Regions from separate parts of the Zea mays genome. Here regions 2 and 3 are each linked to region 1. Evidence: chromatin contacts called from public Hi-C data. All regions are on one chromosome and are shown on one strand. The core of a region is the stretch at or near the end of the contact, and the rest is flanking DNA. Distances in the headings are between cores, read along the strand shown.

Evidence for each region. A called contact is a pair of places that touch in the nucleus more often than the background predicts.
Region 2: a Hi-C map of leaf shows a contact between it and region 1, with 6 times the contacts expected there. The contact joins the enhancer-like site here to the promoter of LOC100279570 in region 1. A contact is called at or near these places in 2 of 25 Hi-C or Micro-C datasets (bundle sheath and leaf).
Region 3: a Hi-C map of ear shows a contact between it and region 1, with 2.6 times the contacts expected there. The contact joins the promoter of LOC100191856 here to the promoter of LOC100279570 in region 1. A contact is called at or near these places in 2 of 25 Hi-C or Micro-C datasets (bundle sheath and ear).

Annotation. Positions count from the first base shown.
Region 1 is chr5:94,904,683-94,908,736 of Zm-B73-REFERENCE-NAM-5.0, forward strand. It overlaps LOC100279570, which reads left to right and starts at 2,555. Exons shown (of 2, transcript NM_001152567.1): 1 at 2,555-2,835; 2 at 2,970-4,054. The coding sequence starts at 2,671. The coding sequence ends at 3,848.
Region 2 is chr5:94,365,714-94,369,814 of Zm-B73-REFERENCE-NAM-5.0, forward strand. No RefSeq gene overlaps it. Among protein-coding and RNA genes, the nearest start is that of LOC100191856, 70 kb to the left of the region's middle. Within about 2 kb of position 1,523, at least 17 of the 20 cell types and tissues checked have an H3K27ac peak or open chromatin away from gene starts, as enhancers often do. A contact at or near this core is called in bundle sheath and leaf, where this site is marked.
Region 3 is chr5:94,294,352-94,298,841 of Zm-B73-REFERENCE-NAM-5.0, forward strand. LOC100191856 (chorismate mutase) reads right to left here and starts at 3,027. Exons shown (of 5, transcript NM_001137280.2): 1 at 2,598-3,027; 2 at 1,384-1,470; 3 at 1,151-1,294; 4 at 942-1,034; 5 at 1-299. The coding sequence starts at 2,798. The coding sequence ends at 63.

The sequences.
Region 1 (4,054 bases), core at 1,305-3,804:
CCTAGACTCCTCTAATCGACATAGAGTCGAAGAGAAGCGGAGAATTTGGGGGATTGAAATACTAAATTAGGGCTAAACTAGAGCTACTCCTAATGCATAAGGTAAAAAAGAGAAATAGACTTGATTTGATCGATTGTTGGGAGTTCAATCGACCGTAGCCTTTCATCTATATAAAGGGGAGGACTGGATCCGCTTCAAATTGTTTCACGAGTTAATTCCACGGTTTTAGGCAACAAATCCTGTGAGAAACTAGGAACCCTAACTGAGGCGCGGACCGTCTGGACCGCGGACGAGGCCGGACCATCCGCTTAAACACCTTGCTACCAATGCTATACTGGCACATCGATCTATTATTTCGACAATAGTAATAAGATGGTTATTATTATGGTCAGCGACAGAGCTGTACTGATGATGGACCTGGACGTGAACGACGACGACGTACGTGAGCACGTAAAACGATACTTTATACGTTTATCTTAAGACAAAAAAAGTAGAGCAAAACTTGGACCTTCTTCCTAGCTAGCTAGCAAGTCCAGTGTCCAGGTTCTCCTCCTCCTAGCTGCTACTAGGTCCTAGTAGCCACCTTCCTCAACGACATGGACACGATAATGCGTTGGAAACCGAGATGCCGGACGCAAAAAAGTCTCTCGCCACATTAATAACTGCTGTTCCTCCCCGGCAGCTGACGGTCCGTCGTCCGTGATGCCACGATAGACTCATATATATATGTGGTGGCCGGCCGGGCCCGGGCCGCAACGGATTGCGGCGCCCCGTGGGTTCACATGTGCGCGAACTGTGTGTCATGGCGTGACGGGGACGTCGCCGCGCGTGTTGTATTGCACCATGGTGCAGAGAGTATACTAGAATTAGGTTATATCCTGGGTGGTAGTAGACTGTGGTGGCCTAGAGGATCCAGTACATGGGAGAGACTACGATCCGTCCCCAGCCCTCGAGGTTTTCTGCGCGACGAAGGTAACGGACGACGCAGTCAATCACGACGAAAACCAGCGTGGAAAACTTACTCTTCCAAGCCAATTTAAACCGATTAAACTCCTCGTATGGGTCAGCTCAACTTGTTAGCCATATACACGCCATCGCAAGCAAGTAGTCGGCCGATCGAGTAACAAGGAACAGGAACAGTTGTACGCCTTGCGGAAACGAAGACAGCAGACAGACGGATTTCCAGGTCCGGTCTCGCAAAATCTTTGTAGAAACCTCTGCACAAGTACTAGAACGCAAAGGTAACGACAAGCCGCGCGCCTGCATGCGACGTGTCAGTCAAAAGAAGAACAGCGCTTCTGCTTACATACGGCGGCCTAATCAATCAAAAACCTCGGCAACAAAGGTGGTCATAAAGAAACGGTGCAAGTACGTACTGATCCTCGCCCCCCGTGCGGCGAGCACTATGAAAGGATGTTTGGTCAGTCAGAATTAGGCAACGGCGGCGGCACGGCGATACGTATATACTACTTACTTGTTGGTAGCTAGTTCGCCGGATTATTCTGATTCCATTAGTTTGGGCCTCCGGAGCTCACCTAGCAAGGAAATTAAGCCGCAGCCATCAGGAGCGACCTTTCCCTCACCTAGACTAGAGCTACCAGCAGTACCACCACATGCGCATGCTCTTCTCTCTCTTTTTTCTTTTCTTTTTTTTGTAAAAAAAAGTTTGTTTAGAAAACAGAAACAGAGAAAGTCTAAAATCTGCCGGATTAATTAGTGCTAACTAAGCTACCACTACCAGGCTCTCGCTCTTCCGACCAGAAAGGCTGGTCAACAAGCTAAAGTCGTCAATTGGTCCCCCCGCCGATCTTTCCTAGGCATGTGTGGTGGTGTATTTTCTTGACTTCCGGAGCCACCGCCACCCAACCTGCAGGCGACCATCGCCGTCATCCTCTCGCGGCTCATCCGCAGGCCGACATGCTATCCGAGGCCAACCAAGGCTTCGCTCACCCGCCTCCGTCCCACCCGACTCGTGACAAATAGGCGTACCAGCACTGAAAAAAAATATTTCAGCAGAGAGGCAGAGGCCACGGCGTCGGCGTCGCCATCACGGTCAGTCACGTCTTCTCCTGCTGGTCCATCGGCAACCTCCAGTGCGCTTCGTCGTCGTCGTCCTCCGACCCCCGCCCCGGGCCCCACCACTCGCCTATTCTTCTAGTAGTTGTAGCAGCAGTATTCCCCCGCCACATTCGCGTGCGCGAATTCCACGGCCCCTTGTTTGTTTATGCGGTCTCTCGTCTCGCCTCAGCTCAGCTGCTGATTCGATCGCCGCGCGACCGGAGAAGAGGACAGGCGCGTGTGCGAGTGATGGCGACGTGCGCTGGGCTGGCACTGGCAGCGCCTCTCTCTCTCTCTCTCTCTCTCTCTCTCTCTCTCTCTCTCTCTCTCTCTCTCTCTCTCTCTCTCTCTCTCTCTCTCTCTCTTCTTCTAGCCGATGAGACCGCCCGGACGGACCATCCTCCTTCGATATTCCCGGCCGGGTCGTCGAGTCCCCCAGTCCCCAGTCCTTATATAAATCACGCCATGTCCCGAGCAATCGCCACTCCAACTCTCAAGCGTCTCTACTCCTCTTCCTCCTCTCTCTACTCTCCAAGTTCTCTTCTCCGTCGACCGCTCTACACGTCTCTTGTCGACCTGGACACCGAGGTGGAAGAAGGAAGCAGTCAGCAGATGGATCCATGGATCAGCAGCCAGCCTTCTCTGAGCCTTGACCTGCGCGTCGGCCTGCCGCCGCTCAGCCTCCACCACCAGGCGCCGGTGGCCGTCGCCTTGCCCAGGCCCAAGCTGCTCGTCGAGGAGAACTTCCTCCTGCCGCCTCCAAAGAAAGAACCAGAGGTACGCATATATACACTACACTCCGATCCTATGTGCGACGCAAGCATGCACCCACCCCACCTGGACTGGACGGAGACGGCGGGCGTGACGACGAGCAAAGACTCTAACGGACTGTCCCCTTGATTTGATCCCAGGTCGCGGCTCTCGAGACGGAGCTGCAGCGGATGGGCGAGGAGAACCGGCGCCTGGCGGAGGCGCTGGCCGAGGTGGCCTCCAAGTACGAGGCGCTGCGGGGGCAGTACACGGAGATGGTGGCCGCGGCGGCCACGGCCTGCGGGAACCACCCGTCGTCCACGTCGGAGGGCGGGTCCGTGTCGCCGTCGCGGAAGCGCAAGAGCGAGAGCACGGACACCGCGCCGCCCGCGCAGCAGCTACTGCACCAGCACTACCCGGCGGTGGCGCCGGACCAGACGGAGTGCACCTCGGGCGAGCCGTGCAAGCGCATCCGGGAGGCGGAGTGCAAGCCCAGGGTGTCGAAGCTGCACGTGCACGCCGACCCGGCCGACCTCAGCCTGGTGGTCAAGGACGGGTACCAGTGGCGCAAGTACGGGCAGAAGGTTACCAAGGACAACCCCTGCCCGCGGGCCTACTTCCGCTGCTCCTTCGCCCCGGCCTGCCCAGTCAAGAAGAAGGTGCAGCGCAGCGCCGACGACCCCACCATCCTGGTCGCCACGTACGAGGGCGACCACAACCACGGCCAGCCCCCGCCACAGGCGCAGGCGCCGCACGACGGCTCCAGCCCTGGCGCCAGCAAGAAGCCGCCGTCGCCGCCGAGGCCGGTCGCCGCCGCTCCGGCGCCGCTCCACCACCAGCAGGTCCAGCAGCACCAGCAGCAGCAGGCGGTTGGCGCGGTGAAATGCGAGCCGCCCGTGGCCGCGGCGGCGTCGGAGCTCATCCGGCGGAACCTCGCGGAGCAGATGGCCATGACGCTGACGCGGGACCCCAGCTTCAAGGCGGCGTTCGTCACCGCGCTGTCCGGCCGGCTCTTCGAGATGTCGCCGACCAAGGACTGACGGAACGGATCGGATGGATTGGGAGATTGGCATCGCAGGAGATTCTGGATCAGATTGTCTTCGAGCGCACGCCGCAATGGTCAACTGCGCAGCGCTGGCTTGGCTGTCAGAGCGAAACAGCGGTAACAGAGCAAGACACGAGGGGTCTGCACTCTGCAGTTGTGCAGGAGGAGGAACAGACACAAGGGGAGGACGGCGCGCGGCCG
Region 2 (4,101 bases), core at 273-2,772, 540 kb before region 1:
GAAGCATGTTGGTGCACAAGAGACAATTATAATGCGACAATCATGATGCATGCTCATTCTAGACGTCTTCTCAGACCTAACTACTTTTTCGGGTGCTTCTACAACATCCTTATTAATAGTAGTAGTAGCCTTTATGGCCTATATAAATAGCCACCAAGCTACCCATCTATTCCCTAAGGCTTCACGTCATAGGTTTATCTTTACCGTCCTGACGATCTATCCAACATTGGTTTCTAAGCAAGTTTTACTTTTAAAAAGTTGGTATTCATGACTTATTGACTTCTCTGAAGTGGTACTCGCTCCGATACCAGCTATGGCGAAACCGTCCAAATTATTCCAGCTTAAGTGGCCAAGTCATACCCTTAAAGGTAGCAACACACTTAAACCGGAATAACTCGTTAGTCCCTCGGATCTAGTCCGATAAAGCCACTTATCCAGGATCGAATACCACTAGCTCACTCGAAGGTGAGGCACAGAGAAATAAAATAAAGCATAATACCATAAATTAAGAAAGTATCATTAGTGATTACATTATCAGAGTTTCAGAAACAGTAACCAAAATTTTTAATGCAGCGGAAATAACTAACGGAGAAAACCGAGTAACATGGCGAAGCCTGGCCACACTACTCCTCCTGGTCCTCTCCTGTGGAAGCAATAACCCTCTCGACCATCTATCCTGGAAGCAATAACCCTCTCGACCATAATTTATAAGGACTGATTCTAAACTGAACTTAAGCAAACAATGCAATCTCTGGAATCTGTACTGAAATTGGACAGATTCAGTTACTGAACATGTGAAAAGCATAGCTTCTAAACGATCAGACTTATGGCTGTCAATTTTTAACACGAGCAAGATAATAAAGTTATGTACAACTTTTCTATATGATTTTTCTACAAAACACATATTTTACTTAACTAGATTACACGCACAACCAAAATTGTACACGCAGTAATTTTAGTTTGCTAGCACAAGAGCACTTAACTAAATCACCAAGCAAAATCATAGAGAGACACTATCACCAATTTCTCAAGTTCAAATCATTATGACTTAGTTATCAAGTTTCAATTTGTATCAGGACACTTAAGCATTTCACGAAATAGACACCAAGGGTGTCACACTGGAATGGATCCGAGATTAGGATAAATCTCCCAACATAACACGAAATAGACACCTAGGGTGTCACACTGGAATGGATCAAAAGGAGTTAAAATGTGCAACTTATATTTTTTTCTAATATTATGTGATTTACTTCTATGTTATAAATCATTTTCTAAAATTCTTTTTACTAAAAACAAGAGCTACGGACTGTTGTTACCATTCTAAAGAATACAGGGTAGCTTATAAATATCTTGGACTCTATCCCAATTATTTTACACATGCCAAGGACGGCATGTTAAAACCCTAGATCTGCAGGGGCTCTTAAGCAAAATAGACGGCTCGAAGGGGTACGGGTGAGCTAGGGCCATCCGATCAGACTCTGGTGGCTCAGATTAGAAGTTATATATACTAAACCGGTATGCAATCCGAGCCGCCCAACGAGCGATCGACGGCCCGGATTTTGAAACAACTAGATACTAACGCCGTCCCTCCATCTCCCGATCTCCGGTTTAGATCAAACCGACGCAGGGGTGATACTAGATCTAATCTCCAGTGCTCATTTTGTGATCAACGTACATAGGCCCGTCTCCCCCCCCCCCCCCCCCCCCCCCCCCCACAGCTCGGCAGGACAGTGGCACATGTCTTCCCTGCGGTGGCGTACCACCGGAGCCCATCCCAACGACACGATTCTCCGGCTAAACCCCAACGCAGGAGGTGCAACACAAGTAGAGCTTAATAGAAGATGATATAAGCTTCTTACTAGGGATGGGAGCCTCCGCAGAAGTCTGTCCGCGATGGGATTTCGGCTCGCCGACATCGTCCGACCATCGGTGAGAAATCGCCGATACCGTGGTTTCCATATTCACCCTGCTATGTGCCTCCTACGTGCGACACGATCAGCCGAACGCCCAGGACCACGCATAGAGGACATAAGGGCGGCGAGCGCTTGAATAGATCTCAGCGGTGTTCCCCGGCGAGCAGGACCAGTCGCACCGGCGCCGAGGTTAGCGAGGATGGCCCCGGCCTTTATACACGCATGCGGAGCCGGACTGCGAACGATCCCTCCTGCGTGGGGCCCACCAAATCGCAACTGACGCCAACAAATTCGGTCGAGCACGCGCGTGGGGTTAGTTGCAACCATCTGCGAGGTTCACGGTGAGGTTGGGGATGAATATGACACATGGGTCCCAATAGTCAGTGAGGGAGTCCAAACGCGCAGGTGCGGCTTCCGGCTGATGCGTGGGCCCATGTGGCAGTGGCTAGTGCGAGTGGGCGTGATAGAATCCGACCGCGCGGGGCTAATTGGGCCGCGCGCCCGTGGCTTTGGGCCCACGCAGGTATGGTTCTCCTTTCTTTTTGTTGTTTTGGTTTTTTTTCTTTTTATTTCTTTTTTTCTATTTTGATTTCCATATTTCGAATCAAACTCAAATAAAATTTGGATTTAAAATGCACAGCTAAGAAAAGTCCAGCATGGTTATGTAAAGTTTACTTCTATTTATTTATTATCTTGTTTTAGCTATTAAACAAACGTTCTCTTACTATGAAACTCATAAAATACACTAATCTAAAAAAAATCGAATATATCATCCTAGATCCTTTGGTGATTATTCTGTAGGCAATAATTCTAAATGTTTTTATTTGTGCACGAATTTCTGAATTTATTTCCTACTAAGAGATAGCTTCATAGGCACTATAGTGAATAATTTTACTCCCTAAACAATTTGGAATCTTTCTATTTTTCTCATTTAATCTCAGTTCAAAGTTTTAACTTCAAGTTTTGAACTACCAAAGTTTGAATATCACTATTTATTTCCTCTATACATTATAATGAAATAGACATTTTAGCTTAATCTTTTGGAGAGCCTTTATAATTCCAAAAATAAGATTTTGGGTGTTACACAAAACTTATGGACTAACTAGTTTGCCTAGTTGATCTTTTCTCAGGTACATAAAGTTCATATACATCTGTAAGGAAAATGGACCCTTAGGTCGTTTCTATAAATATGGTGTGAATCAGACTTGCACCAGCCTGCGGTGCACCGGACTGTTCGGTGTGCACCAGACAGTGTACGGTGCCCAGGCTGGCGCGCCCGACGAACAGGCCGCTCTCGGGAAAACTCAGCGCTCCATGGCTATAATTCACCGGACTGTCCGGTGAGCCCATGGCCAACGGTCAACTTCGCCAACGGTCGACTGCCACCGGAGTCAGAAACTGTCAGAAGGTTAGAAACGGTCAGGCGTCAGGTCGCATCTGACTGTCCGGTGCGCCACAGGGGCAGGCGGATCCAACGCTCGACTGCTACAGACACCAATGGCCGAGTGACATGGCAGGCACCGGACAATGAACAGTGTCGTGTCCGGTGTGCACCGGACTGTCCGGTGGGCCCGTCGATAGAAAGCTGCTCCTTTCTGTCCAACGACTATAATTCTGGTGGGGGCTATAAATACAACCCCAACCACCTCCATTCAGCACATCCAAGCATTCAATACATCCACATTCAATACAAGAGCAAGGAATTCAATACAAGACACATTCAAAGCTTCCAATCATCTCCAAGTCCCACAATTAAGACAAGTGATCAATAGTAATTAGTGTCTTGAGAGAGTGTGATTCGTGTTTCATTTGTTGCTCTTGTTGCTTGGCTTTTTAATCATGCTTTCTTCATCTCCTTCTAAACTCTCTAAGTGACTTGTAAAGCTAACAAGAGACACCTAAGTGTGTGGTGATCCTTGCGGGGTTTTTGTGATCCTTGAGATTAAGAAGAAGCACTCAATCGGTCTAGGTGATCGATTGAGGGAGGGAAAGGGTTGAAAAAGACCTGGCTTTTGTGGCCTCCTCAATGGGGATTAGGTTCGTTGGAACCGAACCTCGGGAAACAAATCGTTGTGTTCATTTGTGTTGATCATTAACTTGCGATTTGATTCTCCCTCTCCCCTCTCTCTAAAAGTTCTCTTGCTCACAATCCTTTGAGTTAGCTCCCGAAGTTATCCACATTAATTGT
Region 3 (4,490 bases), core at 1,777-4,276, 610 kb before region 1:
AAGCAAACTGAAACCCACGCGTACATAAAGTTCGCAGCTACAGCTAATCGGGTGATCACTGATCAGTCGAGGCGGCGCAGGAGATACTCGACTTCGACATCCTTGGTCAGTGGCATCACCCACTGATCATACAGCTTGGAGAGCACTTTGGGATCGACCTTGCACTCGCTGTCACCAGCAGTGGCATTGTCATCCAAGGTGACGTTCTGCCCGAACGTCCTAGCCTTCTTCTCTACTCTCTTCTTGACCTTCTCTTCCACAGCCTTGAATGTCAGCATATCCATCAGAGAATTGCTGTCCTGCATTGACAGTCAGATGAAAGCATAGTTGGTCTGTGTTCTTGAGCCTCATGTCTAAAGCACATTCAAAGCAGTCTAAAGACGTGGTAATGTGATAGAATACCTTAGTAGCATATACTTATATTTATAACATGCAAATACAATGCTATTCATTTGAAGGAAATTAGGGCTAAAGTTAGTACCTTAGTACCTTAGATCCATTAGCACTAAAAGGTAGCAGCTAAAGTTAGTACTAGTAGATCCAAACAGTCCTGCTAATAAATCTGCTAATTATTAGCTGAAGGGCTGCTAAGTATTAGTTCCATTAGCAGGTTTGGAGTTGCTAATAGGTGCCAATAGTTCATGTTACACTTTCAAATCACTGTCCAACCACCTATTAGCAGGTGGATCCAAACAGCCTCCTGCTAAAACTTAGCTAGCTAAAAAATAGCCGCTATTAGCTAGCTAACTTTAAGTGCTAGCAGATCCAAGCAAGCCCTAAGCTGATTTCTTAGTTGAATTCCAACTATCAAGGTGCACCAATGTGTAGCCTTTGGGAACACCAAACATTTCTTGTATTGCTATACATAATACTACCGAACTTACCAAGCCTGTAAATTTAAGGTAATTTGAGGAAGAGATTGAGATATTCAGTAGATTGACCTTTTCTTTTATTAGTCGACTATATTCTTGAGGAGCGTCTTTGAACTTCACCTCAGCAACATATTTACCAATATGAATTCTTTGTGATAGAACCTACAAGAGACAAACCTTGTATGTTACAGGCATACAGCAATTGTCAATTTCCAATTAAAAGGCTGGCAATTTGCATTTATTCCTGTAGTTAAAGAAATTTTAACATAAACTCATACCTGCAGACACGCTAAATCCAGTGCAACTGTTTGTGCATAGCTGCCATCATCACCATCAACAGTGAATAACGGGAGCAATTCATCAAAATACATTTTCCATATTGCATCATTCACGGTGACCAATGAAGCAAAAGGGTGCAAGACCTAATAAAAAGCAATAGAAGTTCAGCATCTCAGCAATTATCATATCATCAGTTCTTGATATTGCAAGGTTAATGCCTGATGATGTGCACCTTTGGGGAAGGCTTTGTAGGAAAGAGAGGTGAGGGTAGATCTTGAGGGAAGAATGGAACATCTTCTGGCTTTTGATAATGTCCAGCCTACAAGAACTCACATTTGTATTGAGAGATTGCACAAGAGTGTTAACTATTGCAGTATACAAAAATTCACACATGTATTCAGATTGCGAAGAAGATATCACAGAATGTTATTGCTGCAGTATATGTGCAGCAATACCACCAGTAGCCTCTAAACCCTCTGTGATATTTGGCTTGGGTAAGAACATTCTTAACCACTTAAATAAATGTTTTGGCATTCTCCTTGTCCAGTGAAATATCAGTAAACAATGATTGATCATATTAGTTACTCAGTTAGATAAATAACAAGAAGTACATTTTATTTTTTTCGTGCCAAGTGAATTTGAAACGAACAAATAGAGATAGGATTCAGTTCTTCAAATCAACACAGTGGAAAGCCATGTAGAGAAGTGTCAAGGGTGCTCAAAGAACCAAATCCATCTCTACCCCGGTAAGATCTGGGTTTCATCAAGGAGTGATTGCATATAATGTGAACCTAAAAGAAGAAGCACTTATTTCGTACTGAAGTTTTACAGCTGGTTTACTTTACTAGTTAGATCAAACCTAAGTGCTTAAGGGCATCTAGCGTAATGGTTAATGCTTCCGAGTACCACCTCTAGGTCCTGTCTTCTCGATCCCCCTCGAGGGCAAATTTCTGACTTGGTTAAAAAAATCCCTTTGTTGTGCCTCACCCGCCCACCCTTCGGTTGGTCGTTGCAGAGTGGATGGGGCCACGGTTCGAGAATTTTCTCGACCGTAATCATGTTTCGATCTATTTTTAAATATAATATCAGGAGGACGGTCTTTCTCTCTCCGACCAAATTTTTTTTAGATCAAACCTAAGTTGAGCATTTCACCAGACAAAAATAGGTAATCTGCAATGGCGATAACTGTAGCCTCTACGTTTCAGCTGAATTCCAAACACAACCAACGGGGGTGTCTAGGCGTTTAAAAATCTTGCCACCTTGAATCATAGGTAAGCTGACCACGTTTACAATAACAAACGATAGGTTCTGCCCGACCAAGAACTTGAGAGCGCAGTGGTTTGGCCCCATCCGCGTAGTTCCTCATCCAGGCAAGGCAATACAAGTCTTAATAACAGAGGAAACTGAGGGACGAACAAGAAAAGCACGAAAAAGGAAGAGGCTTGCCTTTGCGTTGAGGGCCTCTGCTTCCCGGACGAAGAACTCCACGAGCGAATGTTCTCCAGCGGTGGCGGCGGGCGCGTAGGCTGGCGCGTTCCGCGGATGCCGGGCGCGCTCGATGAGCGCGAACACCACGGAGTCCTCCAGCCGCACCAGCGCGTCGCGCACCGCGGCCAGGCTTAGCTGGTCGCCGCCCGCCGCGTCCATAGCGAGTAATGGATCGGAGTGTCGGAGGGAGGGCTAGAACGAATGGGGGTCGGTCGTCAGCCAAGCGTGAACTGCGGCCTGCTGGTGGGTTGCCTGGTGCAGTGGGGAAAGGCGCGTGGTTTGGGCCTCCCACACGGCGGTGGTGGTTGCAGTGGTGTTGACGCGGATGGCGAGTCGGCGACTTGTGGTCAGTCCACCCGTCCAGACCGTTGGTGGAAATGGTCGGAGTGGCCAATCACCAATGGGACCCAAGATGACCGGTTTTCTCCATCTCCAAGCTCCAAGTGCAGTACTGCAGTGACCGCTCAAGCGTGGAAACAGAAAAAAGACATGGTCAGCGGCTGATCAAGCCTAACACCAACTATAGCAGCGTGGAATGGAGTATTTGAGAGATTTGAGGTGTGTAAGCGTGAGTATGCGTGATATGGTGGCGGGTATAAATATCCTTGTAATCGAACGACCAGACATTCAAAAAAACTACTATTACTGAATCAAAAACACTGAAATAACAAAACAGTATTGTTGATAGTCACCTAGAAGCGGTGAATATGTGATACCTGAAATTCACAACTTAAACACAAACTTGGCACACAAATTAAAAGTTAGTACAAAACTAGATCCATAAGAGTGAGAAGGAGAGAAGTTCTTGCACTTGGTTGCTCACAACATTGCGGAATTAATTTGAGCAATATTACATGTGAAAAATGAAACAAGAACTTAAGAGTGAATCCTAATGAAAATAGAGCACACAAGACACAATGATTTTTCTCGTGGCTCCATCAAGCCTCAAATGCTTGTCTACTCCATGTTGTGGTGTCTCAACTGACGAGGGTTGCACTCAATATCTCTCAAGTGATCCAATGATCACCTTAAGCCCACAATCTTCATTATCAAATATAGATCTCCTCGCAAGGATCTCCACAGATCGGAGTCTCTTGCAGTCATACACAAGTTCAATAGAAGTTGCAACTCCAAATAACAGCAAGAGGGAGGAGTAGAACACAACGCAAGAGCAAAACACAGCCACACGACATAAGAATGCAGATCTCGAAAGCACGCTCTCACAAGAATGTCTAGAACTACTCAGAACAGTGATCAGGTCTATGTAGAATGACAAGAATGTGTTGTGGTAGCCATTGGAGTTTCCTCCAAAAACTGCTCTGCGCAGTGGCGCACTAGATCAGTCCGGTGCACCACCGGACCGAGAAGAGTAGTAAGCCTCTGGTATCTTGATTGGGACCTTCCAATTTGGGCCATCACGTGTTGCCCTACCGTTGATGTAATCGTTACGCACTGAAGTAGTCGTTACCACGTGAAAGGGAAATAGCCTCAACCATCTCCTATAATCGATTTTGGTGTTTGACGACCATCACAAAACTTATGGACTAACTAGTTTGCCTAGTTGGTCTTTTCTCCGATGCATAAAGTTCATATACATTTGTAAGGAAAATGGACCCTTAGGTCGTTTCTATAAATATGGGGCGAATCAGACTTGCACCAGCCTGCAATGCACCGGACAGTGTTCGGTGCCTAGGCTGGTGCGCCCAACGGACAGACCGCTCTCGGAAAAAACTCAGCGCTCCGCGGCTATAATTCACCGGACTGTCCGGTGTGCACCGAACTGTCCGGTGAGCCCACGGCCAACGGTCAACTTCGCCAATGGTCGACTGCCACCGGAGTCAGAAACCGTCA